Regions from separate parts of the Sus scrofa genome. Here all the other regions are linked to region 2. The links are chromatin contacts, called in public promoter capture Hi-C maps. All regions are on one chromosome and are shown on one strand. Each heading gives the region's core, a stretch centred on a gene start, on an enhancer-like site or on the middle of the called end of the contact. The rest is flanking DNA. Distances are from core to core; before and after follow the strand shown. Region 1 holds the start of GIGYF1 (GRB10-interacting GYF protein 1). Region 2 holds the start of MCM7 (DNA replication licensing factor MCM7). Region 3 holds the start of GNB2 (guanine nucleotide-binding protein G(I)/G(S)/G(T) subunit beta-2).

What was found. Promoter capture Hi-C pulls out the DNA fragments that hold promoters and counts their contacts.
Region 1: a contact with region 2 is called in a promoter capture Hi-C map of liver, with 3 times the contacts expected there. The contact joins the promoter of GIGYF1 here to the promoter of MCM7 in region 2. A contact is called at or near these places in 3 of 5 promoter capture datasets (fetal liver, liver and skeletal muscle) and 2 of 47 Hi-C or Micro-C datasets (embryonic fibroblasts and epiblast stem cells).
Region 3: a promoter capture Hi-C map of fetal skeletal muscle shows a contact between it and region 2, with 5 times the contacts expected there. The contact joins the promoter of GNB2 here to the promoter of MCM7 in region 2. A contact is called at or near these places in 1 of 5 promoter capture datasets (fetal skeletal muscle) and 1 of 47 Hi-C or Micro-C datasets (embryonic fibroblasts).

Annotation. Positions count from the first base shown.
Region 1 is chr3:8,597,030-8,601,518 of Sscrofa11.1, reverse strand. It overlaps GIGYF1 (GRB10-interacting GYF protein 1), which reads left to right and starts at 1,393. Exons shown (of 27, transcript XM_021086242.1): 1 at 1,393-1,539. It overlaps LOC110260076 (branchpoint-bridging protein-like), which reads left to right. Exons shown (of 3, transcript XM_021087974.1): 2 at 1,070-1,539; 3 at 1,593-1,893. The coding sequence ends at 1,893.
Region 2 is chr3:8,010,966-8,015,532 of Sscrofa11.1, reverse strand. It overlaps MCM7 (DNA replication licensing factor MCM7), which reads left to right and starts at 1,486. Exons shown (of 15, transcript XM_021086193.1): 1 at 1,486-2,142; 2 at 3,308-3,387; 3 at 3,688-3,852; 4 at 4,140-4,264; 5 at 4,339-4,519. The coding sequence starts at 2,112. AP4M1 (AP-4 complex subunit mu-1) reads right to left here and starts at 1,832. Exons shown (of 15, transcript XM_021086202.1): 1 at 1,637-1,832; 2 at 1,449-1,537; 3 at 937-1,043; 4 at 761-857; 5 at 518-628; 6 at 349-429; 7 at 79-141. The coding sequence starts at 1,694.
Region 3 is chr3:8,576,260-8,580,712 of Sscrofa11.1, reverse strand. It overlaps GNB2 (guanine nucleotide-binding protein G(I)/G(S)/G(T) subunit beta-2), which reads right to left and starts at 1,676. Exons shown (of 10, transcript XM_003480989.3): 1 at 1,511-1,676.

The sequences.
Region 1 (4,489 bases), core at 144-2,643, 590 kb before region 2:
AGTTAAAAAAACAAAAGCTTTCAAGCAAGAAAAACCATCTGTCATAAACTTAAAAACTCTATTCCAGGTAAAGAACTTGACCCAAGATTGGATTATGTTGATCTGTTTTCATATAGGATTAACAATCTGAACATCATGGACCCAGAAGCCCCTACTAGCTAACAAGTACAGAGTGCTTGCTCTGTGCCAAGCACTGTGTTAAGTGCTTTACCTACCATGCAATCCAGAGACTCAGAGATTAGTAGAGGTGCCCAAGGCCACAGACAGGAATGGATGGAACCAGTACACAAGTCCTCGCTTTAAACAACTGCTTTCTGCAGTCTGTGAGCAAGCAGCTGCACTGACAACAGAGGCGGGAATCCTGACTGCAAGAAAAATCAAGTGAATTGAAAAAAAGCAGACACTAAAGCTGCAAGTGCATAGAAGCCTGGGGTTTACTCGGTGCAAGAACAAAGGCTCTTCCTGGTAGCTCTGGAGTTGTGTGCCCCGTTTTGGCACAACACAGGGGACTCAAGCTCCAGGTCTGAATTTACCTCTCCCTGTCACGAGAATTATATTGTTTTTGGTATCGGTTGTGTTAGAAAGCCTGGAAGTAGGGCATACAGTCTGAGGTAACTTCCAAAGAAAATGGTGAAAATACACACCAAACTCTTTTATCCTAAAAAGTTCAAAAAGAATCAGAAAACTCATTTTTGAAAAGCTTTTTCAACAAAGGAAGTGTCAATTTACTTCTCATATTTGCATAGTACTTTTCACTCTTTTCAAAGCCTTTTGCATTCATTTCTTTTCATTCTTTGAGCACCCCGGGAAGGGCATGGAATGGGGGCCTGGGAAGGGAGGAGAGCTTCAATATCTAACTATAAAACAGAAACTGAGGCCAGAAAGCGTCAAGTCCAACGCCCTCGACGTCTAGGTGGCTAGTTGGCAGGGGAGCCAGATAGAAAGTCCAGGTCTCACCAGCCAGTGCTGCCTCGAATTGTTTCTAAGTCATTAGGTTCCCCGTTATTTCATATGTCCCAGATGTCTGATGAACACACCGCTGGGTTGTATGTGTTCCCCTTCAATCCAGGCGGGCTTCCCGGAGGAAGCCAACCCCCGGGGGGGCCGGCGATGGTCGCGCATCACGTGCAGGGGGGGGTCCCCGGGCAGCCCCAGGGACACCCCCGGCCCGCAGCAGGCAGTGTCACGTGAGGAACCGGGCTCCGGGGTCACGTGCCGGGGGGGGTTCGGGGGCGGCGGGCGTCCGGGCCCCGCCCGCTGGGCACGCGGGGAGCGGGCCAGGCCTTACGGGTCGCAGCGGGCCGGAGCCGCGGAGGGGGGCGGGGGCGGTGGCGGCGGCGGGGGCGGAGGGGGCGGCCCCGCGGCCCCGCGTCCGCGTCACGTGGTGCGAGGCGGGCAGCCATCTTGCTACAAACACAAACAGAGAGGAGCGGCCGCCGCGGGAGCGCCAGCGCCCCCTCCCCCGCCGCCGCCGCCCCCCGGCCCGCCGCGCGTCGCCAACGCCCCGGGACCGGAGCCTCGCGCAGCCCGCCAGCCGCGGTAAGCGCTCGGCGGCCCCGCGGACCCCGGCTGGCGGCCGGGCCGCGGCCAAGGCCCGCCCCCGACGCCGAGGCGGCCGCGCCGAGCCTGCGAGAGGCTGAGCGGGAGCGCGGGCCGCCGGCACGGACCCTCCCCCGCCTCCTCCCGAGGCCGCCGCCCCCGGGTGCGCCCGCCCTCCGGCCCTCCCCGCCGGACCCTCCCCCCGCGCGGGCCGGGCCCCCCGCGCCGCCCCGGGAGAGGCCGGCTCGCTCCCGGGGGGCGGCCGCCCGCGCCCCACGCACCTGGCGCCCCCTCCCTGAAGGGCACGCCGTCCTCCCCGGCCGGGCCGCCTCCTTCCCACCCCCGCGCTCCTAACGGTCGTCCTCCTGCCCCTCGGAAGCTCGGCCCGGGCTCCCCACCTCCCCCCGCCCGCAGTCTCCGCCCGGGGGCCCCGGACCCTAATGCCCGGTGCTGCCCGGAGATTGCCCCCAACGTGCCTCTGGCTTCTTATCGAAATTAGCTGGGCCCTGCAGGTCTTGAAGTCCAAGCGTTCCATGACTTTGGCTAACGTGGAAGCCTTTTTTCTTAACCAAAGCACCTCGGCTGGGTCTTCGCTTAAATTTCCTTTCAGCAAGCGACGTTAGTGCTTGGTCATTGGGGTCTCCTTCCTCCTGGCTGCCTGGGCTTGTGAAACACCTTAGTCTTTCCTGTTAGCAGGCTGGGCCCTTCCCAGCACATCTCCCCTGATCCAGCAGCTCTCCAGCCACAGCCCCTCACACTTTGCCTTTTTATTTTGTTCCCTTCAAGTTCACTTCAAAAAGATCCTCATCGCTCATATCTTACGCAGTCATTACTGTAATTTCCAGTAAACTTCCAGGTCTGGTCCATCGTAGGGCCCGGCCTGACCCTGAGAGGTAGATGCCCAACTAGTACTTGTTGGCCGGCTCTTTCCTCCATCCACCCAGTCTCCTGTCTTGCTTCTCATTGCTGCTTTTCCAAAGATCAGCCTTTACAATCTCTCTGCCCCTGAGAGCTGATGTGCACTTGCAATTTAGCCCTGCCCTTTGGCCTTGCACCTGAAACACCATCAGTACCAACAGGCTGGTCCCTTTTGCTGCTCTCAGGGTGAGTTTTCTCTCTGGCTCCTTCAAGTATACCGTTCCTTGTGCACTGCTGCAGTCCGAGCCACTCACCCTTACTCCCGCCTCCGTTTTTTCTAGGTGGTGTGTCATTGGGCAGAGTTGGGGCAGATCTGGGCTTTGTGTTGCTACCATGGCCTGGGGTCCAGGGACCTTGAGGGTCCCATATGGCGATTACAGTCAAATGAGTTGTGTTCTAAGACTCTTGGCCTGGTTTTCTCAGCCAATGGATGTGTCAGTATTGTGTGTGGTTTGGTGGATTAAAGGACCCCAGTTTGCCCCAGCTTTTACATCTGTGGTTGGAGTTTGGGATGGGGGAAAAAAACCCAAAAAAACAGAAATAGCCCCGCTTTAGAGCAGAGGAGGTGAGAAGAGGTGGCTCTGGGCAGGATTTTTAGTAGTCTAGTAAGGAATTAAAAATGGTTTCAAAGTCACAAAGTGTGCCTGTGAGTTTGGGGTGGTTGTGGGTACACGTGAGCCCCTTCTCCAGGCTGGCTCGGGTGTCTGGGACATCAAGGTCTGTTGGGGCAGCTGAGGCTCCCTTCCCTGTTTTCCCTGACTGGAGCCCAGGTCTGGGCAAGTGGGCAGAAGGATCAAATGAGGTAAAGTGTGAAAGTGCTTTGAAAACTGTTAACTGCTAGACATGCCACTGGGTGTGGTCCTGATGGCTCAGAGAGCAGAGCCGGGATAACTGACCAGCAGGGAGAAACTCAGGCTTGCACCCCTTTTTAAGCCTCAGAGTTCTCATCCGACCTCGGACCATGCGTGGCAGAGAGTCTTTCCATCCTGAGAAAGGGCAGAGAAACCTCCAACAGGCTTGGGGCTGGGCGGTTGCTCAAATGTTGGGGAATTTGGGATTCTACTTCTCTTGACAGTGGTGCCTTCCTGTGCCAAGGCACATTGCTCTGGATCTGGGCTAATTTTAGGGGTGATGGAATGTTCTTAACTTAGTTTGTACTGGGACTGCCTATTCTCTGGATCTTTTCCTTCTGTGATTTCTGAACCCCAGAGAGCAGGCTCCCCTCCTGTTCCCTCAAGCCTGTTGTGAGCACCCAGGACCAGTGTGTGTCTTCTCCCCTCGATTCCAGCAGGGGGCAGTCTTCTAATAGCAATAATTCAGATGCTAGGGGAGTGAGAGTATACAGAGGCTAGAGAAGGAGGAGACTGCCTGGGAGGGAATGGGTAGATGAAGCGGGTAGGGCTGAGGGGGGGGACTAAGCACAGCACCAGGTAGCCTGGAAGGGATACTGTCCCCAGTTCCCTGCCTGCCACCTCCCGCTCTTTTCCTTCATTGGAAAGAGATCAGAGCCCTGGTCGTTGAGAGTTGGTAATAGAGAAACTTAGGGGAATTTTTTTTTTTTACCTTTTCTTTTCTCAAGGATTTCTTCCTGGCAGGATTTCAGATTTCTCTTATGGGACAGTGTAATTAGGGAATGATTTCCTTGTTCTTCAGAGGGGAGAATGAGCTGGAGTCAGTTTTGTTTCTCTTGTCTTCCATTCTTCCGCATAAGCAGACTGTAGGCGTTCCCCTCTGCCCAAGGGGTGCAGGGGGTTACTTGACCACTGTCGGGACTTGGGGGCCAGATAATTCTTTGTCCTGGGGGTTGTCCTGTGCATTGGAGGATGTTTAATAGCATCCCTGGTCTCTGCTTATCATGAGGTGCCAGTAGTGTTTCCCAGTCACACCCACCAGCTGTTGCCAGGTGTGCCATGGGAAGCAGAGCTGCCCCAGTTGAGAACGGCTGGCTTTGAGGAAGCAGGTGGAAAAGATGCATGCCTCTTTGGAGCACTAGAAGCCCTAGTGTGTGTGTGCTGCTCACAGCCTGTGGAAG
Region 2 (4,567 bases), core at 237-2,736:
ATGTGCAGAAGGGACCTCCCCGACATGTCTCCCAAACGTCACCTGTCCTCAGCAGCAAGGCTGGGGGCCCACACTTACGTTAGAGGCTATCAGTACGGACAGTCTCTCGACCACGTCCAAGAACACTTCGTTCTTTTGGCTCTGAGGAAGAGAGGGGGATTTGGTGGGTGGCGATTGACTGGCTATTATTCTAACACAGACAGGCAAAAAAGGACAGGTCACTAGAGGCTGGAGCTCTGGGATGGGGACACAGGAAAGGGAAGGGACGAGATCACCTATGTCTAGAGGAGATGGAAAGACAAGCTGGGCTCCGGGACTCTGATCTGCACCCGTCAACCCCACCCTTACCTGGTCAGAGCGGCTGGACAGGACAGGGCGGCTGGCTGCACTGCTGGGGGCCACTTTGCTCTGTTGTGTCTCGGCCCCAAACTGGAAAGCACCCAAAGCAATCAATCCTCAGGTCCGACACTCCCCACCAACCCTCATCCATGCTGGCCTCCTCTGTCCCTTGACTGACCAAGCCAACACTGCTGAGGTCAAAGAGGCTGAAGGGCTTGCTGACCACGGCCTCCGTCTGGATGAAGTTCCTCAGCATCTCCATGGATGTGGTCTGTACGTAGCCATAGTCCTGCGGGCAGAGGAAGGACATTTTTTGGGTGGTCAGTGGGGCGAAGGGGTGAAAATGAGTGGACTTGGTCTCCCAACCACGGGATGTATCTTCAGAGAATAGGGGACAGGGAAGGACGTTCTCAGACCTCACCAGCACTTCATCCAGGAGTTCGTAGACCAGAGCCACGTTGCGGGAGATGGTCCCCTCGCCCAGGGAGCCACAGTAATCTCCCAGGAGAGTGGCTAGCCTGCAGAAACACAATGGAGTGTGCATATCGGCCTCCTCTCCCACCCCCACGCCCATGTGCCCAGCCCTGTCCTCCTCACCGGGAGAGCAGCTCTAGGAGGCTGAAGGGAGAAATGTTCTCTGAAGTCGTGGCCACCAAATAGAGGCCGTTGTGTCTGATGTGAATAAAATGACGGTCATCGTGGTGCTGAGGTAGAGGCAGGGGGAAAAGCATTAGGAAACGAGAGTTGTAATGATTCCTGGCCTGTGAGACAGGCTAGTATCCGGATTCCCCTACTTACTAGCAACGTGATTTGGGGCCACATATGAAACCTCCCTAGAGCCCAGCTTCCTATTGTGTAAATGGTATTAATAACAGTACCAACTAACTGAGTAGCTGAGGACAGAGATGTGTAAGGAACTGTGCCTGGAACACGGTTGCTGCTCAATAAACTGCCATTAACATTTGGACTACTGCACTTCCCAAGTAGAAGCTCTCAGGGAAAGAGCCCTGGGAAGATCCCCGCACTGCCCTCCCCACCCCAGCCCCCGCCGCCTCGGAGCGCTGAGCGCATCCCTTCCACCACCACCCCCCACCCCCGCCAGTGGTTACCATGACAACAGGAGACTCGTCTCCGGGCAGTCCCGTCAGCTTCCGGTAGAAGAGCTCTGCCACATCCCGGCCGCCGCTGTCTCCGCGGACTGACGGGATAGAAGAACAGCTAAGGAGCCAGCGACACTGGCTAGCTCGGAGGCACCAGTCCCACCCAGCCCCAACCCCGCCCCGCAAGCCAAGGATACAGTCCTTGTAGATGAGCGGGTCCCCCTTGGAGGACAGAATGAAGAACTGGGAAATCATGGCCGTTCTGGAGGGTAGACCAGGAGGCAGCGAAAAGTTGGGCCTGCCCCGCCCTGCGGCCCCGGAACAAAAGGACGGGAATGGGCTGGCCCTTTAAGAGGGCTTCTCCTCCGACCGCGGGAAACCTGGCGCCTGCCCCGCCTCGCTCAGCCTTTCCCTCTCAGTACCCGCGCCATTTCCCCGTCAGTCACCCCAGGTTCTCCCGGTGATTGGTTGACGCTGGGGCCTGTGGCGAGTGGGCGGGGCGGAGGACCTCCTCTCTGATTGGCCCGCACACAGCGGCGCTGGTCACATGGGGGGCGACGTTTCGCGCCAATTTCGGTTGGTCGGCTGCGGACCACGGCGCAGACGGTTTTTGCTGCCCAGGCAGTGAGAGGTCTGAGCCCGCCAACTGCTGCCGCGCAGCCCTGGGCAGCAATGGCACTTAAGGACTACGCTCTCGAGAAAGGTGAGGGTCTGCAAGCGTGGGAGGGGCGTCCTGCGCGGAAAGGTTCCTGACCAACACCTGTTGGTGGTGGGTTGGGTTCCTGAGGGGCCTGGCCCGGAGCGCAAGGTCAACGGTAGGGTCGGGAAGCGTCGGGGCTGAGGCCTACGGTAACTGGGAGGCGTACGAGGCGCCAGGGTCGGGGAAGAGCTGGTAACCGGGTCCGGGAAAGGAGTGGGTATCGTGGGGTGGGGGGCGGACACCCCGGCTGGAGGCTCCAGAAGGAACGGTCGCGCCTTAGACCAAGGCTTCCAGGGGCCGTAAGGTTCAGGGTCTGGCACCCGCGGGCCCGCTTCCTTCCACGGTCTTAGGCACTCAAGAGTAGCCGCGTCCTCCCGCGACGCGCCGAAGCCCCGGGGGCGGGCAGGCCTGAGCCGCTGCGCGCCGGGATTGGTCGCGTCAGGCTAACCTCCAAGCGGAAGTGAAGGCGAGCGGAAGTTGCGCGACACCGCTGGAGGGTGTCGTGTGTAAACAGTGTCCTTCCGCGCGGTGGCCGCGGAGAGAACTACTGAGGATGGGGGCGTGCCTGGGATGGGGGAGTTTAGAGGAAGACCGAGGGAAGAAGTGGTGGGGTGGGACGGAGTGGCCCTCGAGGAGCTGGCCAATCGCTGGACGGTCTCCCGCCCTGAGCGGAGGAATCCCGGGCTGTGAGGCGGCGGCATCATCTGGGCCCATGTGCTTCTTTGTTTACTAAGAGCGGAAGCAGTGGCGGGAGAGGGGGTGGGGCGGAGGACGGGCCTGGTGGCGGAGGTCCCGGTGAGAGCGGCGATTTAGGAGACAGAAAGAAAAGGGGAAGCGTTCGCGCGGAAGAAAAGCTGAGAGTCTTGAGATCTGGGTGTGTTGCCAGGTGTGGGAGGCCCTTGGAAAAGGGTTCCGAGATTTCTAACTAAGGCTGAGAGTGGAATTCCCTTGGGGGGTGGGTGTTGGGTAATATTCGCAACTGCCAGGGGTCCCTCTGCTCCCCCAGATAAAAACGGACTTGGAAAAGGAGTTTGTAGGTTTGTTTAAATAAATCTTCATTTATCTAATTAGTTCAGAGATCTCATTTTAAGTGAAAGTGAATCAGAGGAGTTTGGAGTAAGGTATCTGAAGAAAGATTGATCGTCACGATTTTACACTTTCCTTGTAGAAAAAGTGAAGAAGTTTCTACAGGAGTTTTACCAAGATGACGAACTTGGCAAGAAGCAGTTCAAGTATGGGAACCAGTTGGTAAGTCTAAGGTTAGGTAGAAGAAATGGGATGGTGGCTTAAGGAGCTACTAAGAAGTGGCCTGACTTGTTTTAGCAAGGCTGTTTTTCTCTTTAAGTGACAAGTTTAGCATCATACCTGTTAACAGTACTATATTCACAATAATTAAGGTATTTTTAGGAGTTAACTGAGAGGTGAGTATTTTTTCTGTCTCACAGTGCTCTTTCTGTCCTTTGGAGGCTTGGTAACTTGTGTGTTGAGCCACAGTGATGGGTTCTTGCCTGTGAACTTGGCTCTGTTGCCGTCTCCCCCCACCCCCAGGTTCGATTGGCTCATCGGGAGCAAGTGGCAATGTACATAGACCTAGACGACGTCACTGAGGATGATCCTGAGTTGGTGGACTCCATTTGTGAGAACACCAAGCGCTATGCCAGGCTCTTCGCTGATGCTGTGCAAGAGCTGCTGCCTCAGTACAAGGAGAGGGAGGTGAGGAAAATGCAGGGCAAGAAACTTAGGTTTCTGTTGAGAAGCTACTCGGGTATTTTCTTCTATTGCTGTTGTTAGGCCCTGACACAGCATGTGGAAGTTCCCATGCCAGGCATCCAACCTGAGCCACAGCAGCAGCAACGCTGAATCCTTAACCCATTGTGCCACAAGAGAACTCAGGTATTTTCTGAGCTGGCAAAAAGGGTGGTGATTGCTGCCTGGAGCCTTTTATGCTGTCTCCTTTCCCTATCTTACCACTTAGTTTTCTTATTTTCCTATCCTTTCAGGTGGTAAATAAAGATGTCCTGGATGTTTACATTGAGCACCGGCTGATGATGGAGCAGCGCAGCCGGGACCCAGGGGCAGCCCGGAGTCCCCAAAACCAGTACCCTCCTGAACTGATGCGCAGATTGTGAGTGGGCTCAGGGGGAAGTATGTGGGGGTTTGATCCCCAGCACCTTGCTCATCACTTTCTTCCCCCTTTAGCGAGCTGTATTTTCAAGGCCCGAGCAGTAGCAAACCTCGTGTGATCCGTGAAGTACGGGCTGACTCTGTGGGGAAATTGGTAACTGTGCGTGGAATTGTCACTCGCGTTTCTGAAGTCAAACCCAGAATGGTGGTGGCCACTTACACTTGTGACCAGTGTGGGGCAGAGACCTACCAGCCGGTATGTATAGAGCAAAGAATGGGAATGTGTTTACTTTTGTCAGCGGTT
Region 3 (4,453 bases), core at 427-2,926, 560 kb before region 2:
CTGGGCCGGCTGCGCCCCATTAGCCGCCCGCAGCGGGTGGAGGCGAGGGTGGCAGGGAGGGCAGCCCCAAGCCTCTGCTCCTCCAGCGCCGAGGCTGACGGCCCCGGCGTGCCTGCAGGAAGCCCGTGGGAGCCGCTCTCGAGTAATTAGGTCTCCGAAGAGAGGTCCCGGGCCCCGAGCGCGGAGCTGCTCTCTCCCAGGCGCCGGAGAGCGGGCTGGCGAGCGGACGGCCTCAGGCGGCCCGGCCCCTGCACCCTCGGCTCCCCAGGAGCCCAGCCTGTGAGCTCCGCGCCGGGGCCCCAGGGGCCTGGCTGGCTCCGCTCCAGCGCCCGAAGTCCTACCCCCCCCCTCCTTTGGACACCTGTGTGATCTGGCCATGCACACTGCACTCTGCCAACCCAGGCGTCCCCCACCCTGCTCCCACTTCCCCCAGGCCCTGGGCGTTTCTCTTCCCCGCTGACATTTCCCCTCGCTCTGTTCAGCTTTCTACGCCAGAGCCTGGGGACGCCCTTCCAAAGTGGGGGGCAGAGACCCCCATCCCATTTCCCCAGCTCGGGACAAAGCCCCTCAATTCCAGCTGCCGGCAGCCCAGGCCGGGCGGCAGCGCCAGACGCCCCAGGCAGAAGGAAGCAGGCCAGGAGGAAGCCGCTGGGGGCGGGGGCAACGCTCCCAGCCCTCAATCCCTATCACCCTTCCGAGCCCCCTCGGCAACCCCAGATTCTGGGCATACAGCAATTGGGGTCCCAAGGAGAAATGGGGGTGCCACCGCCTCCGCAAGGCTGACGGGGCGAAGGGGAGGCAAGGGACAAGCGAGGGTCCCCGGATCTGGCAGGGGAAGGCGCGGGCCGGTGTGGCTCTTCGAAACGCAGTGGGCCTGGCTCTCCGGCCCCCACGACCTCCATTTTGCCCAAAAGAAAGCTCGGTGGGGGGTAGGGGCGACTGGGAGCTAAGCGTGAGGTTAGGACTGCTAAAGGGAATGAGGTGCCGAGGTCTCTGGTCTAGGGGGTAATGGGTCCAGAAAAGAACCTAAATCGAGGGTGGAGACAAGGGAAGGGTGGCCTCGCGGCCTTGCCTGCTTCTCTGAGGATTCTGGACTTTTGCAAGGCGAATGCCAGCGGCGGTGCGAAATGGGAGGACACGAGGGGTGCTACCCCGGGGGAGCTAAGAGGGTGGCAGTGGTGGGGAAAGGGGGCGGGACAGGGCCTAGAGGAAGCCCCGAATTTAGCCCCCCAACTTCTCAGGGAGCAAGAGGCAGGTGGGGGTGAGATGAGGTCTAGAGTCAGGCAAAAGGCCCCTGATGCTGCAGGGAGCGCGTGCGTTATTGGGGGCGAGGGTCCCCCAGTTCCCCTTCCGGGTTTGGGAGCGACGGGGCCATAAGAAGGGAGGGGATGTCTGGGGAGTTACGTCCGCTCCCGAGAGGCCAGACCGGGTAGACAGACGGAAGAGAGGTTCCCCCACGGGAATTTGGGGCTGGGAAGGGGATGAGGACTCCTTTTACCAGCGGAGGTACCTGTGGCGGTGGGACTCTGCGAAGGGTCGCTAAAGGAGAGCGGGAGGTCCTGTCTTCCTCCGCGGCGGAGGCGGCAGCGGCGGCGACGCGGATGGATTTTCTCAGTCACCCCAACTCAACCGTCCAGCGCTGCTCTCCCCAGAGCGGAGGGATCCCGCCCGCCAGTGACGCGGCCGTCGCCGCCGCGCCCAGGGCCCGGCTGGACGAGACCAACTACTTATCGGGGGGAGGCCGGGGGAAAAATAGCACTTAGGGGGCAAATATTGACCCCATAACATCAAAGATATTACTCTACATTATTTCTACGCAAAATGGGCTCAGAAAAATACTTTGCTTCCCGAAAAGGCACAAAACATCCCCTCTGGGACTGACATAGGTGGTACCGGCATAGGGGAGGGTGAAACCGCTCGCTGGTCACGTGACCTGCCCTCCCGGATTGGGCGGCTCCAGACTGGGAAGGGGAGCTCGACGCCCCAGTTCTCGCCTTGGCTCCGCCCTTTGTCTGTGAGACCACGCCCCTCCACAGGGGACAGGGTTGAGAGAGATCAGTGTTGATCACTGCTGGAGAGGCCAGCCGGCCTCAACGCGTAGCGAGGAGGAGCAGTGTTTCCGAAGGTGCCCGGGCGGGAAGCCATGGGGACCTGGGCGGCCCCTGGGAACTCAGGTATGCTGTGAGAACGGGTCTGCCCAGGCAGTGCCCCCGCGTTGCCCAGTGGCTTTTGCGGAACTCTTTATGTGGCGGCATGACACTCTAATAGCAACTCGTTTATTGAGCTTCATACTTATTTACTCCTCACAGTGCTATGAAGTTGAGTACTGGCTTTGTCCCCATTTTACAGTAGTGGAAACAGAGTCCTAGGGCTGCAGAGTTGGAATATGAACCAAGGCTGCTTTATCGACCTTATTGTGTGTATTAATATCTAGCCTCTTGATGAACCTCGCTCTGGACCATCTCCGCGAAGGGATGAGAATGTAAGTATAGGCCTCGGTTTCCACATCTATAAAATGAGAGTGTTGATAGCTACCTGCCCTGCAAGTCACCTTGGATTATTTTAAGATCCTGCGGATTGTGAAAATGTTTTGGAAAGTTCAAATCAATGAGTAACCTTCATTGAGTCCTCATGCGATTTAAAAGTATTAAAACATACACTTTTCATTTAGCCTCAGTTGAAGGCATTAAAAACAGTTTCCAAAGCACCAATTTTTAAAGAGAATAAGAAAAGTCACATTCTTAGTTAAGCACAAATTCCATTTATGGAGCACTCACCAATTCGATCATATATTAGCAGTAGGTAATAGGTGTCAATGAGAATTTGGAAGGGAGGGAGTTCCCATTGTGACTCAGCAGGTAATGACCCCAACTAGTATCCAGTATCCAACTAGTATCCAGTATCCAACTAGTGGCTTAAGGATCTGGCATTGCGGTGACCTATGGTGCAGTTTGCAGCCTGGTTTTGGATCCTGCATTCCTTTTTTTGTTGTTGTTTTTTGTTTTGTCTTTTTGCTATTTCTTGGGCCGTTCCCACGGCATATGGAGGTTCCCAGGCTAGGGGTCGAATCGGAGCCATAGTCACCGGCCTACGCCAGAGCCACAACAACCTGGGATCCGAGCCGCGTCTGCAACCTACACCACAACTCACGGCAACGTCGGATCGTTAACCCACTGAGCAAGGGCAGGGATCGAACCCGCAACCTCATGGTTCCTAGTCGGATTCGTTAACCACTGCGTCACGACGGGAACTTCTGGATCCTGCATTTCTGTGGCTGTGGCATAGGCCAGCAGCTGCAGCTCCTATTCAACCCCTAGCCTGGGAACATCCATATGCTGCAGGCGCAGCCCTAAAAAACAAAACAAAAAGAACTTGGAAGGGATCTTATAGAAAATTTAGCTCAGTTTCCTCTCAATCTACAGATGGATTAAAGTGACTTCCTTAAAGTCACTTAGAAAACTAGCAGCCTAGAACGGGAACCCAATTTTGTTAATCTCTATAGGCATCAAGTTATTCTTCTATTCTTCCTCTCATTTTTTCCTTTTCTTTCCTTTTTTTTTTTTTTGGCTGCCCTGCAGCACATGGAGTTCCTGGGCCAATGTAGCTTAGCCACATTCAGGACCTAAGCTACAGCTGCAGCAACACTAGATCCTTAACCCACTGTGCCGGGCGTGGGATCCAACCTGTGTCCCTGTGCTCCCAAGAGGCCACCGATCCCGTTGTGCCACACTAGGAACTCCATGCTTCCTCTTGCTTTGGTTTCTGTGTGGATATGTTTCTTTGTTTTAACTCATTCAACAAATAGTTATTAGGTCCCAATGATGTATCAGGCACTGTCTTAGGTACTTGGAATACAACTTCAAACTTGTGCACCCTCCTCTGCCTGCAGAGAGCTTACAACAGCCGATAGACAACCATGGAGATAACTATTAGTACTGGGGGCTTTGGAAGTGTCATTCATTGAGAGCAAAACAGTTAGAAAGGGTTACATTTGGGGAGGAAGATCAGGAGTTTGAAGTTGGGACACGTTAGGCTTAAGGTCCCTAGGAGAAGTACAAGGAAGAATGCTCAGTACTGTTGAAGCAAGTCTGGGGCACAGCAGGAGTCTGTTGGAATAGAGCCTTGAGAATGAGTGGCATTTTAGAGCAGATGAAGTCATAAAGAGGTTCAGGGAAAAGACAGGATGGCCTAAGACCAAGCCTTGAAGAACTCCAACACTTAAAGGTCAGGCAGAGGAGCTGCCAAAGGAGAAACCAGAGAGCTGAGAAAATCAGGAGAATGTGGAGTTCTGGAACCCCAAAGAAAAGAGTGTTCCAAAAAAGGAATGGTAAACTGTGTTGAATGCTGCAGAAAGATGAATCAAGGCTGGACTGGGAAGTGGGCATGGGATTGACCACCGTGGAGGCCACTGCTGATGGTCCAGAGCATTTGCAATGGCTGCTCTGCAGTGGGA